Linked DNA regions of Callithrix jacchus: region 2 is linked to region 1. A link is a contact called in public Hi-C data. All regions are on one chromosome and are shown on one strand. The core of a region is the stretch at or near the end of the contact, and the rest is flanking DNA. Distances in the headings are between cores, read along the strand shown. Region 1 overlaps ATG7 (autophagy related 7). Region 2 holds the start of TAMM41 (TAM41 mitochondrial translocator assembly and maintenance homolog).

Evidence for each region. A called contact is a pair of places that touch in the nucleus more often than the background predicts.
Region 2: a Hi-C map of induced pluripotent stem cells shows a contact between it and region 1, with 2.3 times the contacts expected there. The contact joins the promoter of TAMM41 here to the enhancer-like site in region 1. A contact is called at or near these places in 2 of 3 Hi-C or Micro-C datasets (induced pluripotent stem cells and skeletal muscle).

What each region holds. Positions count from the first base shown.
Region 1 is chr15:68,606,873-68,614,476 of calJac240_pri, forward strand. ATG7 (autophagy related 7) reads left to right here. Exons shown (of 17, transcript XM_078351659.1): 15 at 3,337-3,417. Among named protein-coding and RNA genes, the nearest start is that of ATG7, 110 kb to the left of the region's middle. Within about 2 kb of position 3,754, at least 4 of the 16 cell types and tissues checked have an H3K27ac peak or open chromatin away from gene starts, as enhancers often do. A contact at or near this core is called in skeletal muscle, where this site is marked.
Region 2 is chr15:69,045,446-69,052,393 of calJac240_pri, forward strand. TAMM41 (TAM41 mitochondrial translocator assembly and maintenance homolog) reads right to left here and starts at 2,349. Exons shown (of 9, transcript XR_013527510.1): 1 at 1,991-2,349.

The DNA.
Region 1 (7,604 bases), core at 2,504-5,003:
AATACTGGGGATTTAAAGCACTGATGATGGGGAAGAGCTTCAAATTGCCTGGAAATATGAATGGTGGCAAGTTAGAGTTTTTCTTGTGGTTTGTGTGGGACCTGTTTTCTCTATATAGTCCAGATTTGAATAATTTTGTAGGCTTTGGGTTGTTTATGTTTGCTTGTTTATTCATTTCATAATTTATTGTCTTATGAAGAAATCACTGTGCTATGAGTAAATACTAGTAGTTCATCCTGTGTCTTGTCCTCTAAAAGCAAGAAAAATAAAAACATTTTTTAAAGTAATTGTAGTATTCAAACTGATCCTAAAATTCATGTGGAAATGCAAGGGACTCAGAATAGCCAAAACAATCCTGGAAATGAAGAACAAAGTAGGAGGACTCATACTTTCCAGTTTCCAACTTACCGTAATCAAGACAGTTAAGTGCTCGAATAGGGATAGATACATAGATAAATGGAAAGAATTGAGAGTCCAAAAATAAACCCTTAACATTTATGGCAAACCAATACAGTTCAATTGGGAAACAATACTGTTTTCAACAAATAGTATGGAGACAACAGGATTGCACATGCAAAGGAATGAATTTAGACCCTTATCTCACATCATATTCAAAAACTAATTCAAAATAGATCATAGACCTACATGTAAGAGCTAAAACTAAAAATTCCTAGAAGAAAACAGCATACATTTCTATGACCTTGGGTTAGACAATGGTTTCTTACACAAGATGCCAAAAGACCAAGCAATGAAAGAAAAAAATGGTAACTAGGACTTCACTAAAATAAACTGTTGTGCTTCAAGATAGCAAAAAGGCTGGGCATAGTGGCTCATGACTGAAATCCTAATGCTTTGGGAGGCCAGGGTGCGAGGATCACTTGAGCCCAGTAGTGCAAGACCAGAATGGGCAACATAACGAGACCTCATCTCTTTTTAAAAAAAAGAAAAGAAAATTGAAAGAAGTAGCTGAGTGTGGTGACGCATGCCTGTAGTCCCAAATACTGGAGAGGCTGAGGTGGGAGTATCACTTGAGCCTGGAAGTTCAAGGCTAGAGTGAGCTGAGATCACACCACTGCACTCCAACCTGGAGAACAGAGTAAGACCCTGTATCAAAAACAAAAACCAAAAAACCCCACAGAATGGGGGAATATATTTGCAGATGATACGTTTGATAGGAAACCTTTATCCAGAATCATTTCTCCAAAAGAGATACACAAATGGTCAAGAGGCACATGGAAAGATGGTTGACATATCCAGTCATTAGAGAAATGCAAGTCAAAACCATAGACAGATACCATTTCACACTAGGATGGCTATAATCTATAAGAGACAATAACAAGTAATGACAAGGAAGTGAAGAAATTGGAGCCCTCACACTTTGCTAGTAAGCTTCCACCCCCCACCCCTTCCCATCTTCCGCGAGGCTGGAGTGCAGTGGCATAATCTCAGCTCCTGCAACCTCCACCTCCTGGGTTCAGGCAATTCTCCTTCCTCAGTCTCCTGAGTAGCTGGGATTACAGGCACGTGCCACCACACCTGGCTAATTTTTGTATTTTTACTGGAGGCAGGGTTTCACCATGTTTGCCAAGCTAGTCTCGAACTTCTGATCTCATGATCCACCCATCTCAGCCTCCCAAAGTGGTGGGATTACAGGCATGAGCCATTGCACCCAGCTAATATTTTAGTAATGGTGTGATCACTTTGGAAAACAAGTTGGCAGTTCCTCAAAATGTTAAACAGTTAATCATATGACCCAATAATTCTCCTAGGTATGTTCCCAAGATAAATGCCCATTTGCTGATGAATGGCTAAATACATGTGGTATAGCCACACAATTGAATATTATTTGGCAGTAAAGAGGAATGAAATACTCACATATGATACAATATGGATGAAAATATTATGCTGAGTGAAGCCAGTCATGGGTGATATCATTTATAGGAAATAAGAATAAATGTGTAATATTAGGCCATGCGCGGTGGCTCACGTCTGTACTCCCAACACTTTGGGAGGCCGAGGCGGGCGGATCACCTGAGGTCAGGAGTTCAAGACCAGCCTGGACAATATGGCAAAACCCTGTCTCTACTAAAAATAGAGAAGAGGCAGGAGAATCGCTTGAAGCTGGGAGGCGGAGGTTACAGTGAGCCTAGACCATGGCACTGCACCCAAGCCCGGGCAATAGAGTGAGACTCTGTCTCAAAAAAAAAAATTGCTCTAGGCATTTCCTTCCAGCTTGCGGGGTTTGAGGGAGTGGGTATGGTGTTAATAGGATAGCTAAAGGGTGGGTAGGTTGGGTCTTCTGTTTATTCAAGTAAGGCTGTTAAAGTTGTGAGGAAAGGTAGTGTTGAAGACAAATGCTGTGACATTATGAAAGGAAGGGAAGCAGAGAGAGAAGCTTAGGCATGGGCCAAGTTTGCATCACGAGGTCCATTTTTGAATCTTAGCTCCATTACTTACTGTTTACCTGAGCCAAGCCCCCACTCTGAGACTGAGGTTTTTCAACATAAAATGGGGAGTTGGAAAGGTCAAATAAATTAACTCATGAGAAGATTTGTGTTGTCTGGTTTATTATAAATGTTAAATCCTATGGAGAATTTAGACATTTTGTCATTCATATTTTTATGATAGAGAACAGCTTAAAACTTCTCTTTGGTGTAAGTATAGTCTGTAGAACCATGATGTTCTGAATAGATGACTGCAGTCATAGTTTGTGAAACCTGATTATAGCTGATACTCTGGAAATGTAACTCAAGTTGTAGTCCAGAAATTCATGCTCAAGGTGGTGCTGTTTTCCCATAAATCTGATGAGGTTTTACATTTTATCTCTATTCCAAATCAAGCAAATAACTGTATATATATATATATTTAGGGCCATTTCTGCCTTCCACAGTCCTCACGTCATCTTCCCTTGTGAGACCCCACCCAAAATCATTTCGTAGAAATGTGTATTTATCCCATATTCACTAGAACACATATGGGAGCTAAGAGTTGAGTATACCAGTGGACCTGTTACATTTTGGAAGACATTTGTTAAAACAATACTTTAGATATTACAGCTTGCTTTTTATATTTTAGAGTCAGTTTGTTTTTAGGCCAGAAATATTTGAAAAGCTTGTAAGCCCTGGCTCCTAATGGAATAAAGGACCTAATATAACTCTTCTGCAAACAGATTACATTACAAGGGAAAATACTCATTTCGAACTTATTTTTGCTCATAATCTCAATCTGGACTGCCATATTAATCATTTCCTTCTTCTTGTCGGAAACCAGACATGCATTTTATAGATGGGTCATTGTGTGTTTGATGTGAATTGTTTTGTTTTGTTTTGTTTTTAGATCCGGGGATTTCTTTCACGGTTTGATAATGTCCTTCCCGTCAGCCTGGCATTTGACAAATGTACAGCTTGTTCTTCCAAAGTAAGTCATTTTGCATTGGAGGGACTTGTTTTTAAAAGTGAGCAAATCAGCATTTGACCACAGCCTCACCAGCTACAGCCATTGAAACCAACTAAGGGCTTTTTGTGGGGGAAGGGTGGGGTCTAAACACTCAGAAAGGACTTTGTTTTCATGGATCTGTATTTATTCTCACAGTGGTTTAAAACCAGCCTGAGAAAATGTATAGTGTAGGGAGACCGAGTTGAATATTTTAACTCTGTATCAGTACTTTGTGTCATGCTAATTTTGTCTTGAATTTGAACTTTACTGTTCTTTGTTGCTCCCCAGAGGGTTCGCTCCTAGCGGGGATCCTCACAGAGCAATTTTTTTAAAGCGTACTCTCAGGGTGAGGCAGCCTTGGCTGAGTCTTCCACAGATCCACATAATTACAAAGAAAAAGAAAACAGAGATTAGGGGCCTGGATGGGAAGCCACTAAAGGGGCCCCTTTAGCTTTGATCTTTCCAGAAGCTCTAAAAATAGACCTGGTATGTTAGCCATCGTAATGGGAAACGGCTGATATATCTCAAAACTATAGTGATGGCATCCTATGTTTTAATAGGTTTTCAGATGCTGTCTGAGTGAATTTTACATGTACACTGTATGTGATAGCTGATTTCCTTTCAGGTGTCCCTTTCAGCCTTCTAATGCCCAGTGACTTGACCTGGGCTCTTAAGGCTCGTGATTGCTGATAAGTAAAGATTTTCATGTTGAAGTGCTATACAAAATAATGTTGGTAGTCACCAATCCCCAACTCTGGCTTCTCAGATATAATTTGGGACTGTTTTTCTGTGTAGCCTTCATCTGTCTGCTACTGTGGAAGAAATAGAATTCTAGGGACGTTTTTCTCTATTCTGAGTTGACAAGCTTTCTTTGAAAACTGTACTTGGGTTATATTTTATGGGAAGCATGATCCTGACCAGTTTCTTTGAAAAGTGAATGTAAAATTGACAAGCAATGTTGATAAATTTGGTTACATTTAGATGCTCAGAAATTTAAACTAATTATTTTCTTTTTGCCTCCAAAGTAAACTATGCCCATTTTATCATTATGCATCCCAAGTGCCTATGTTGAGATTTCAAGCTTACCCTTTGTCTTTAGTTACCCATGAACTCATTCTTTCTGTAGTTTTCCTTTAAGGTGTATGTGCTGAAGCCAGGGCCTCAAGGATGTCTGTGTGCACCTCCATCTTCAGAAATGCAGGTTTAAGGATTATACCACATCTTTAGTGGAGCAGTTCTTTTCCCCCTTTGAATGGTTGAGCTAACTGGTCTCAAAATAACTTGGCAGTATTAATTTTCATACTGAAATCATTTGGGACAGGTGCCAGGTTTTCTATGGCTTTATATTGATCTGCTAGTCAATGAAATAAAGATAATTGGGTTCTCTAAGTGAAGTGCAAACACTCATTCTTTCTTGTTGTATTTCTAATTAAATTAGCCTTTGAGATACTGTTTATAAAAGAATCACAAGCATACCAACTAACTGGGTGTTTCTTATATACTTTAAAAGAATAGCTTGGCATTTTTCTTTCACACTTATCATAAGCTTTAAATTAAATATAGGTATCACTTTTTTGTTAGGAAAATTATTTCCTCCTGGTGGTCATTCTGAGGGTCCTGATTTACATAAACATGCTGGACGATTTAATACAAACTGACTTGGATTTTAACAGCTGTGCTATTCCCATAGCGATCACTTTTCATGTGGTCTGGGTATTAAATTTCTTCTGTGCTGGAAAGGTTGCTTCATTGGTGCATGTATTTCCTTACAGTAGAAATGCAGCATTTACTTACTTGTCTACCTTCTTTATTCGCTTAGGAGATTGTCGTTCTCTATTATCTGCAAATCCAATGTTAATAAGTTTGAAATGACAAATCCAGTACATTTTCATCTTTGTGTATGTGAATTTTTTCTTCATAGATACTTAGCATAATACGTTTTATACTGAGTCATGTCATAATTATTGTTTTAAAAGATTCTTTGGGGCTAAAAATTACTTTTTAAAATTTCTCCTTTGGCATTCATGAAGTAAATTTTTCCTTTGGTAGTTTTCAGTATGTTTTCCTCCCCCCCCCCCGCCCCCCCGCCGCCCCGCGCCCCACTCTCCAGAGACAGATTGGGGAAGTAATAAGTTCTGCTGAGTCATAAAGCGCTTGTTCATAACCTTACTCATTAAAAACAAAACAAAGCAATATATATATATATATATTGCTCTTACATCTCGTTCTCTGTGTATATATGTGTCCGCACACACACATATATACATAGAGAGAGCGCTTTTGATGTAGCCTGAGGTGGGGAAGAATACAGTGCTTTGCTTCTAAGGCAGGAAAGTCGGAACATTTACTCACAAATCATTTCTTACCCTACATGATCTTAGGTTGGCACATGACGGGGTCAATTGTTCCATCTTAGAGGAAAAATATTGAAGAATTAGGGGGAGAGGTGGGTGGTGAGGAGTCAATTTCATTCCAATTTCTACTGATTGTCTTGTAGAACTTTCTAAACAGGTGGTATTTATCAGTGAAATTTCAAAAGACCTTGTTTGAAGTTTATATGAGTTGCTTTTTACTTCAAGGACTTCCAAGCTAACTAGAGTATTATGGCATTACTACCAGAGGAAAAGTGTAATTTTAAAATCAATATTCCTGAATTTTAATATCAATATTCCTGAAAGAATTTCTCATAGTTCATTGTTACTTTGTTATTGTTAGCCTTTCACATAATTATTTTTTGGCAGTAGAGTATTTTTGGATGACTTGATATAATTTTAAGTGGATCTCCTGTATACACTTTAACCACATTCACCCATTGTTAATGTTTTGCTCTATGTGTATGTGTTCTCCTCCTCCAATCCCTCCTTCTCCCCTTCCCCTCCCTGATTTTTTCTTGAAATTTTGAGAGTACGTTGGAGACATTGTGATCCTTTACAACTCTTGAATGCTTCAATGTAAACCCCAAGGAACAAAGACATTCTCTTACCTAAACAAAATACCCTTATCAAATTCAGGCAGTTTAATGTTTGCATAATACTGTTTTCTAATCACCAGGCTGCATATTCAGTGTTATTTGTGCCCGTTAATGTTCATTGTAGGTGTTTCCTCCCAGACCAGGGTCCAACTGAGGATCAAACATTGCATTTAGTTGTCATGTCTCTCTGGCTTCCTTCAATCTGGAAAAGTTACTTCATCTTTCTTTGTCTTTCTTAACTTCGATGTTTTGATATTTTGCCAGTTATTTTTGTAGAATTTCCTGCAATGTGGATTTGTCTGACATTTCCTTCTGATTCGATTGAGGTTATGAATTTTTGGTGGGAATACCAAAGAAGTGATGTTGTCTCCTCACATCAGGAGTTATGTAATATATTATATCCCTTTTGGTGATGCTACTCATTCCCTTTCCATATCTGTAATTGCTTTTTCCAACAGTGAGAAACCTGTGATCTCGGCTTACTGCAACCTCTGCCTCCCAGGTTCAAGCTATTTTCCTGCCTCAGCCTCCCAAGGAGCTGGGATTACAGGCGCTCACCACCACACCTGGCTAATTTTTTAGGGTTTCACTGTCTGCCAGGCTGGTCTTGAACTGCTGACCTCGTGATCCACTCACCTCAGCCTCTGCAAGTGCTGGGATTACAGGAGTGAGTCACCACACTCAGCCCTGTCCTAGATATATCTACTCACTTGCTGAAGTCTAAAATACACAGAAAGTAGTTTAAAAGTTGCTAGCCCATGCTACTACAGAAAATAAACCTAGAACCTACGGTGCCTATTTGTGCACAGTTCTTTTTTACTAGGTAAAATTTACATATGGTGAAATGCATGAATCTTAAAACAACTCTTAAGTTTTAACAAATGTATACACCCATGTAATTCACACTTCTCCCATCAAGATATTAGAATTTTACCATCACTGCAGAAAGTTCCCAGGTACCCTTTCCCAGGCAATTCTTGGTGAGGGGGAAGTATGTTGAGTATCATGGCTATTCCTTCGCTATAAGGAGTAAAGCTAGGCACCTTCAGGTGTTGTATGGATTAATAGCCTTGTTTCTAGGACCCAGAAGTTGACCAAAACCTTTTTTCAGACCTACAGAGTCAGGAGCAGGTCTGTGCAAGAGGAGACTATGCAGAGTATTCTTGCTGCTGTTGCACAATTCTGTTACTCACAACCT
Region 2 (6,948 bases), core at 1,099-3,598, 440 kb after region 1:
TGCTCTTTCCCCAAGGACACACAGCTTGTGAGTGGCAGACCTGAGTAGTCTGGCTCTAAATTGTGTGTGCTGAACCACTGCACTATACTGCCGTTCACAAATATAGCTAAATGCACTCCCCTTTTTTTCCAGATCAAATTAACACCATTTGGATAAACTCTGAAATATTATACAAAAGGAAGGAGGTCATTTTATCTCTTACCGATTCACCAATCACTCATTGGATACTTATAATGAGCTCTGACAGGCCCTAGGTAAAAGGAAAGAGCTTGGAGTCTACTGGAGAGAATAAACAAATTATCACTAAATTGACTTGATAGAGGAATGTAAAATGTACTAACTGCACTCAGAATGGGGATCAAATCAGGAGCACAGGAGGGAGACATTCTCCTAGAGACAACATATCTGTCTTGAAGGACATGTGGGCTAAATAGGCTTGCTGGAAGCACTGGGGGAGGCACAGGGAAAGAAGGGTAGGGAGTCGTGTTGGAGGAAAGCGCTCTGTGGATATGGGAGCCAGCATGTTCTGGAAGCTGCAGTTTGATAAGACTGAAATAGATCACATTTATGCCATGGGAGATGAGATCAGAAAGGGAGGCTGTTTGCCATGCTAAAAAATTTTCCTGCAGAAGAGCTGACTGGAGAAAGAAGAGACTAAGGGGGTGAGGAAAACTAGATCTGAAGCCATGGCAAGATTCCAGGTGAGAAATGAAGTTATATTAGCTAAGGCACTAAGGGTGGGGATTGATGTGAGAGAGGTTTAGGTGTTGGAATCTACAAGACTGTTTACTTGAATGCAGGGAATCAAAAGTGAGGGAAAGGGAAGGAAGGACCTTCTCTTGCAGGGAATTCCAGGTCTACTCAAAGGAAAACTTCCATGGAAGAATGAAGAGGTAGACATCAGGAGGCTAAGACCTGCTCTGTGTTTCCCACCAGGTGACTCACAGACCACTGGGGACACTTAAGATTTGGTGGCAAGGAGAGTATAGGATAAACATGTTTTTTAAAAAATGTGTAATTATGTTAAGGTATATTCGAAAAAAAAGTAGCCTATAATAACCTATAATTTCTCATATGCTGCCAACTTAAAGAAAAATATTAAATAGTAGTGTAAGTGGGAAACGGAGGAAATCCAAGCAACAGCATAGATGGCCTCACCAGAAAGTGAACAGGCAGAATGTTAATCACAAGACAGACTACAGCCAGGTATGCAGATGCAGGGGGCCCAATTAAAACCTGCACACTGAATTCTGCAAATAACAAGGAAAACTGCACCCTTACTGAGGCTGCACTGACCTAACTGTGAAGAGTAACAATGCCTAGTCTCAAACAGACCCTTGTTAAATGTTCTGAGCGAGGGTAAATATACTGGTCACGCACTAACTTTTGCTGTTACTTTCACTGTACTTGCCCTGGCCCTACAACCAGTCCGCAACTTCCTGAAGTCAAATCATTTTATATTTTCTCCCATAGATATAGAGGTGACTCTCAACAAACTTGGCTGCCCATCAGAATCACTTGGGACGTTTCTTAAATTCCTGAAGCCCAGGCCTCATTCCAAACCAATTAAATCAGAATCTCCATTGGCGGAACCCGAGCATTAGGATTTTCTGAAAAGCTCCCCAGAAAATTCCGATGTCCAACCGACTGAAAACACTGAACTAGAACGTGATAACGATTTTTTCTTTTCTTCCACTTGCCCCTACAGCGGCTTTCCCCCCTGCCTGTTTCTCTTGCTCTAGACTCACGTGGATTCCTAAGCATCCCTCAACACTGTCGCTTCAACTCGCGCTGTCGTTATTAAGAACGCAAGCCTATGGTTCACTCTGCTAGTTGACACGTGGAGTGTGCAGAGCGGACAGGCAGCTCTCCAGCTCTGAACGAATCGAGGGCAAAATGGGACTTTTGAGAACAGGCAGTTCCCCGTTGTGGGGCTGACGGGCTGACGGGGGCTGTCCGGGGAGGGGCCGGGCTGCGGGATTGGGCTCACCTTCTGGTCTGAATTGGGCCCTGCCTGGCGGTACACCCCAGAGCCGTAGGCGAAAGCTAGACTCAGCTCCTCGGGGAAGTGAGACAGGATCCTGCGAAAGGTCACCCCAGAGCTCTGCAGCGCCTGCAGCGCCATGGGGTCGAGGCTGATAGGGGACCCTCGGCAGAGCAGGGCGAGGACAACCGAGCGGGAACAGACCCAGGCAGGCGGTTTAGGGTGGGAAATGGAAGTCGGAGACCGGCTCGAGGAACACAAGGCTGAGCGTGGGGTGGGACTGCAAGGGCAGGCAAGGACTGGGGCGCTGGGCCACGAGGAGCAGCGCCCAAAAGGCGCAGCCCGGTTAGGCTCGGGTGGGTGGCGATCGTGCCGGCCGAGCTTCCGTCCTTAGCTACGCCCCACGCACACGCGCTTCCAAGACGTAAGAGGCGGTGTTTGCCTTAGTGTAGGGAACGCGAGATCTTTGCATTGACCCCTCGTGGTCGGAGGAGTGTACTGCAGGTTGGCGGCCTTCGTTGCGACTTGGACAAATGCGCGGAGCCGAGCGTCACCCGACCCCGCGGCCCCTGAGCCTTGATCTCTGTACTCTCTTCAAATCACAGTTTAAGGAATGACTATAAAACCAAGAGCGTTCCCAGAACTTTGGGAGGCCGAGGCGGGTGGATCACGAGGTCAAGAGATCGAGACCATCCTGGTCAACGAGGTGAAACCCCGTCTCTACTAAAAATACAAAAAATTAGCTGGGCATGGTGGCGCGTGCCTGTAATCCCAGCTACTCAGGAGGCTGAGGCAGGAGAATTGCCTGAACCCAGGAGGCGGAGGTTGCAGTGAGCCAAGATCGCGCCATTGCACTCCAGCCTGGGTAACAAGAGCGAAACTCCTTCTCAAAAAAAAAAAAAAAAAAAAAAAAAAAAAATCTTGAGCCTATTAAAGGTTTTTAAATGAGGCGACACTCACATAATATAGAACTAACGTTCTGAAATGGGCGGTATAGTAGCATTTAGGACCTTCACAATATTGTGCGACCATCATCTCTCTAGTTCCAAATTTGCAGATTTTGAATAATTAGAAAAACACAAAATTAAAATGATGCACAATCCCACCATGTGGAGATAGCACCGTCAAGATCTGACCCGGACTTCTTCATGTTAAAGCCCTTTTCAAATCCAAGCGTGGATATGGGAGTGTGTGGTAAAGGACTACACAGACGTTCTCTGATAGTTGCATTTAATTTCAAGGGTGGATAAGAGTTTTCACCCCCTGGCCTTGGGGATTGGTCTCACAAAGGGTGCTTCATGCAGTTTCTGGAGGAAACAGGACCCTAGGAGTGGAAAAAATCTTAGAGCTCTCTTTTTTTGTCTGTATCTAGAGAAACTTGCTGGAGATTACCGGTAATTCAATGGTGGTTTGACATCCAGGACAAACTTTCAGCTACTCTCTCCTTCCTTCCCAACGTACACTACCTCTCAAAAATAATAGCTAACATTTAGGTAATGTTGACGCATTTTCACATGCACTTCTCATTGAGTCCCCTCTAGCGCTCTGTGACAGGGCCTTGGTTTCACAGATAGCCAGGCTAAGGCTTAGATCGGTAAAGCCAGGTGCTTAAGATCATATCAGTCTGCGGCAAAACTAGATCTAAACCCAGCTCTGGCTCCACTTCTGGGATTTTTTGGAAAATTCTGCCCTGTCCTTGAGAGGTTTTGAGCAGGGACTTACATGATTCACATGTTATCCTGAACTGGGGAGACCAATTAGACAGTTTTTATCATAGTTCCCTCTTGAACTGGAAACGACCAGGCCAAGGTCTTAGAAGCAGAGATGGGATTAATTCAATCGGAAAAAATGAGTACTTGCACTCACACTCTGGGTCTGCACTAAGATGAAGAGATCTGAACTGCCTGCTGCCTTGCAGGAGCTCGGGGTCTCTAGAGGAGAGGAGACAGACCTGCAAATCAGAATAGAATTTGGGTAGTACAGCCGGGTACCCAGCACAGTGCAGGAGTGTCCTGTCCCTCCAATGGGAACGTCAGTCAGTGCTGGGTGTTCGGGAAATGGACCAGAGGAGATTTCACAGTGATGGCATTTTGAGCCAGGCCGGGAAGCTGAATAGAGTTTATCAGGTGGAAGATAGATGGGAAAGATTCTACCAAGAAAGAATTGATAGGACTCAGTGACAACAACAACAACCACAATAATAATAAGTGTCATTTATTAAGCACTTACTATTCCCAGGCACTTTTTATACTTTTTTTTTGAGACAGAGTCTTGCTTTGTTGGCCAGGCTGGAGTGCAGTGCCATGATCTCAGCTCACTGTGACCTTCATCTCTAGGTTCAAGCAAGCATGCCTGACTAATTGTTGTATTTTTAGTAGAGATGGAGTTTCACTATGTTGGCCAGGCTGGTCTCAAACTCCTGACCCCAAGTGATTTGTGATTTGCCTATCTCAGCCTCCCAAAGTGCTGGGATTACAGGTGTGAGCCACTGTGCCCAGGTTTTTTATACTTATTTCTTTTAATCACTCCAAAAACCCTATGAGGCAGGTTCTCTAAGATTATGATGTTTTTCATATGAGGAAACAGAGGTCGTAAAAAGAGCAGTAAATGTTCCAACGTCACACAGGAAAGTGGTGAAGTCGAGGTTTGAACCCAGAGCTACCTACCTCTAAAGGCCAAAGTCTTTACCACCATGTTTAAGTGCCCTCTATAGCAGCTTGCAGGGTGAGAGAAGGAAATGGGAAGAAAACTGGCTCTCAGGCATCAGCCAAGGTTCAGGAGCAGCAGCAGTAGCCACAACATTAAGCAGGAGACCAGGGCAAGGGAGCGAAGAGAGGCTGTGTGTCTGCATCCCCTGGTGTGGACAGGGTCATTTCTGCTCATTTTCACTACAGATCACCCTTGCCCAGGGTGCCAGAATCAGACTCCACTCACCGTGGAATTACACTGAAGCCTCTCACCCAAAGACGGTGAATAAATCCCATTACCAGCCGGATCCTTTTTGATTTCCTTCCTTCCTTGGAGAAATAATTCAACTTCGTTGAATTCTTTCCTGTTTGCGAAAGTAATCCATATTCATAAAAATGTAAACATTATGAAATACATCCATCATCCCCCAGAAATAGCCACTGGTAATGTTTGGCACTTATTCCTTCAGATATTTTTCTATGAATATATTAACATTAAAAACAATTTTAAGTGGACTCCTAGGATAGATACTATTTTGCAATTTGCTCCTTTTGCACTTAGCATATCAGAGACAATGAATGTTCTGTGTTCTGTGTCAGAGTATATAGATTTCCCTCATTCCATTTATTAGTAGCAAATTATTCTAAAATATGGATATGCCATAACTTATTTAAACATTTTCTCTTTCTTCCTTTCTTTTTTTTTTTTGAGACTAAATTTCACTCTGTCACCCATGCTGGAGTGCAGTGTCACAATGTCATCTCACTGCAACTTCTACCATCTGAGTTCAAGCAATTCTCCTGCCGCAGCCTCCTGAGTAGCTGGGATTACAGGTGTCTGCCACCACATCCAGCTAATTTTTGTATTTTTAGCAGAGATGGGGTTTCACTGTGTTGGCCAGGCTGGTCTGGAACTCTTGACTGATTGCTTGCCTTGGCCTCCCAAAGTGTTGGGATTACAGGCATGAGCCACTGCTCCCGGTCTGTTCAAACATTTCATTGTTGACGGATGTAGGGTATTTCTAGTTTTCACACCTGCAAACTATGCTATCATAAGCATCCTTTTACATTTTTTGTGCATATGCAAGTATTGCTGTAAGATAGATTCCTAGAAGGTGAATTGCTGGGTCAAAGTGTCAGCACACAGATAAATTCCCCTCCAAATGACAGTGCCAATTCACACACCCACCAGCAGGGTTCAGCCCTTGATAGAAATAAAGATTCTGCAATGTTTCTCTGTTTGTCTCCCAGGCGTTCACACCCAATTATCAGCAGTTTTCATTTTCACAAACACTTTTCTTCCTGCAATGCAAAACCACCAGCTGGAAGTTTCCATCACATTCCTGTGTGCATTTTGCCTTTCCCCAGAAAGAGGCAGAAGCAGTGTAGCCAGGAACGCATTTGTATTCTTCAGCTGAAATCTCCCTGCTCCTAGCCCTTCATCCACTCTCTTTTAAATTACCATGGCTTGCAAAATTAGAGGCTATTAGGAAGCCCCAGTGTTCTATATAATCGCTTTAGGGTTCTGTTGGAAAGCTTATACCAATGAAATATGTTAGAGAGCCACTTACAAATATAGATAAATGCCCTGTGACTTGAGTGAGTATTGGGCCTCATTCTTCTCATTTATCTAGCAGTTGTCTTTGTATTCCTTAATAATGACCTTGTCAGGAAAACTGTCATTAGGAGAAGGTTCATCTAATCCATTTTTTAAAAAAGCCTCATTTAAAAAAAAGTCTGTAGCTTTAACGCTTTTTTTTTTCCTAATCAGCGTTTCAGTACAGGAGAGAAAAATGTTCGAGGGGGAAAATCCAGGCTCAGTGGTTCTTACAATTAGCCACATGTTCAACTGATCTGCTGATGGAGGGGAAGGAAAGGGGTCTTGATCTCCATCTTGTCAGAGGAGGGTCACCCTGTCCCATGTGTCCATTGTCAGATGTTTGTTGGATCAGAACTGGGCCAGACTGGGAGGATTTTTTTGATCTTTCTTTCTGTTTCTTCCTTTCTTTCTTCTTTCTTTCTTTCTTTCTTTCTTTCTTTCTTTCTTTCTTTCTTTCTTTCTTTCTTTCTTCTTTCTTTCCTTCCTTCCTCCCTCCCTCCCTCCCTTCCTTCCCTCCCTCCCCTCCTTCCTTCCTTCCTTTCTTCCTCCCTTCCTTCTTCTTTTGAGACAGGGTCTCACTCTGTCACTCAGGCTGGAGTGCAGTGGCATGATTGATCTAGGCTCATGGTAACATCTACCTCTCAGGCTTGAGTGGCCCTCTCACCTCAGCCTCCTGA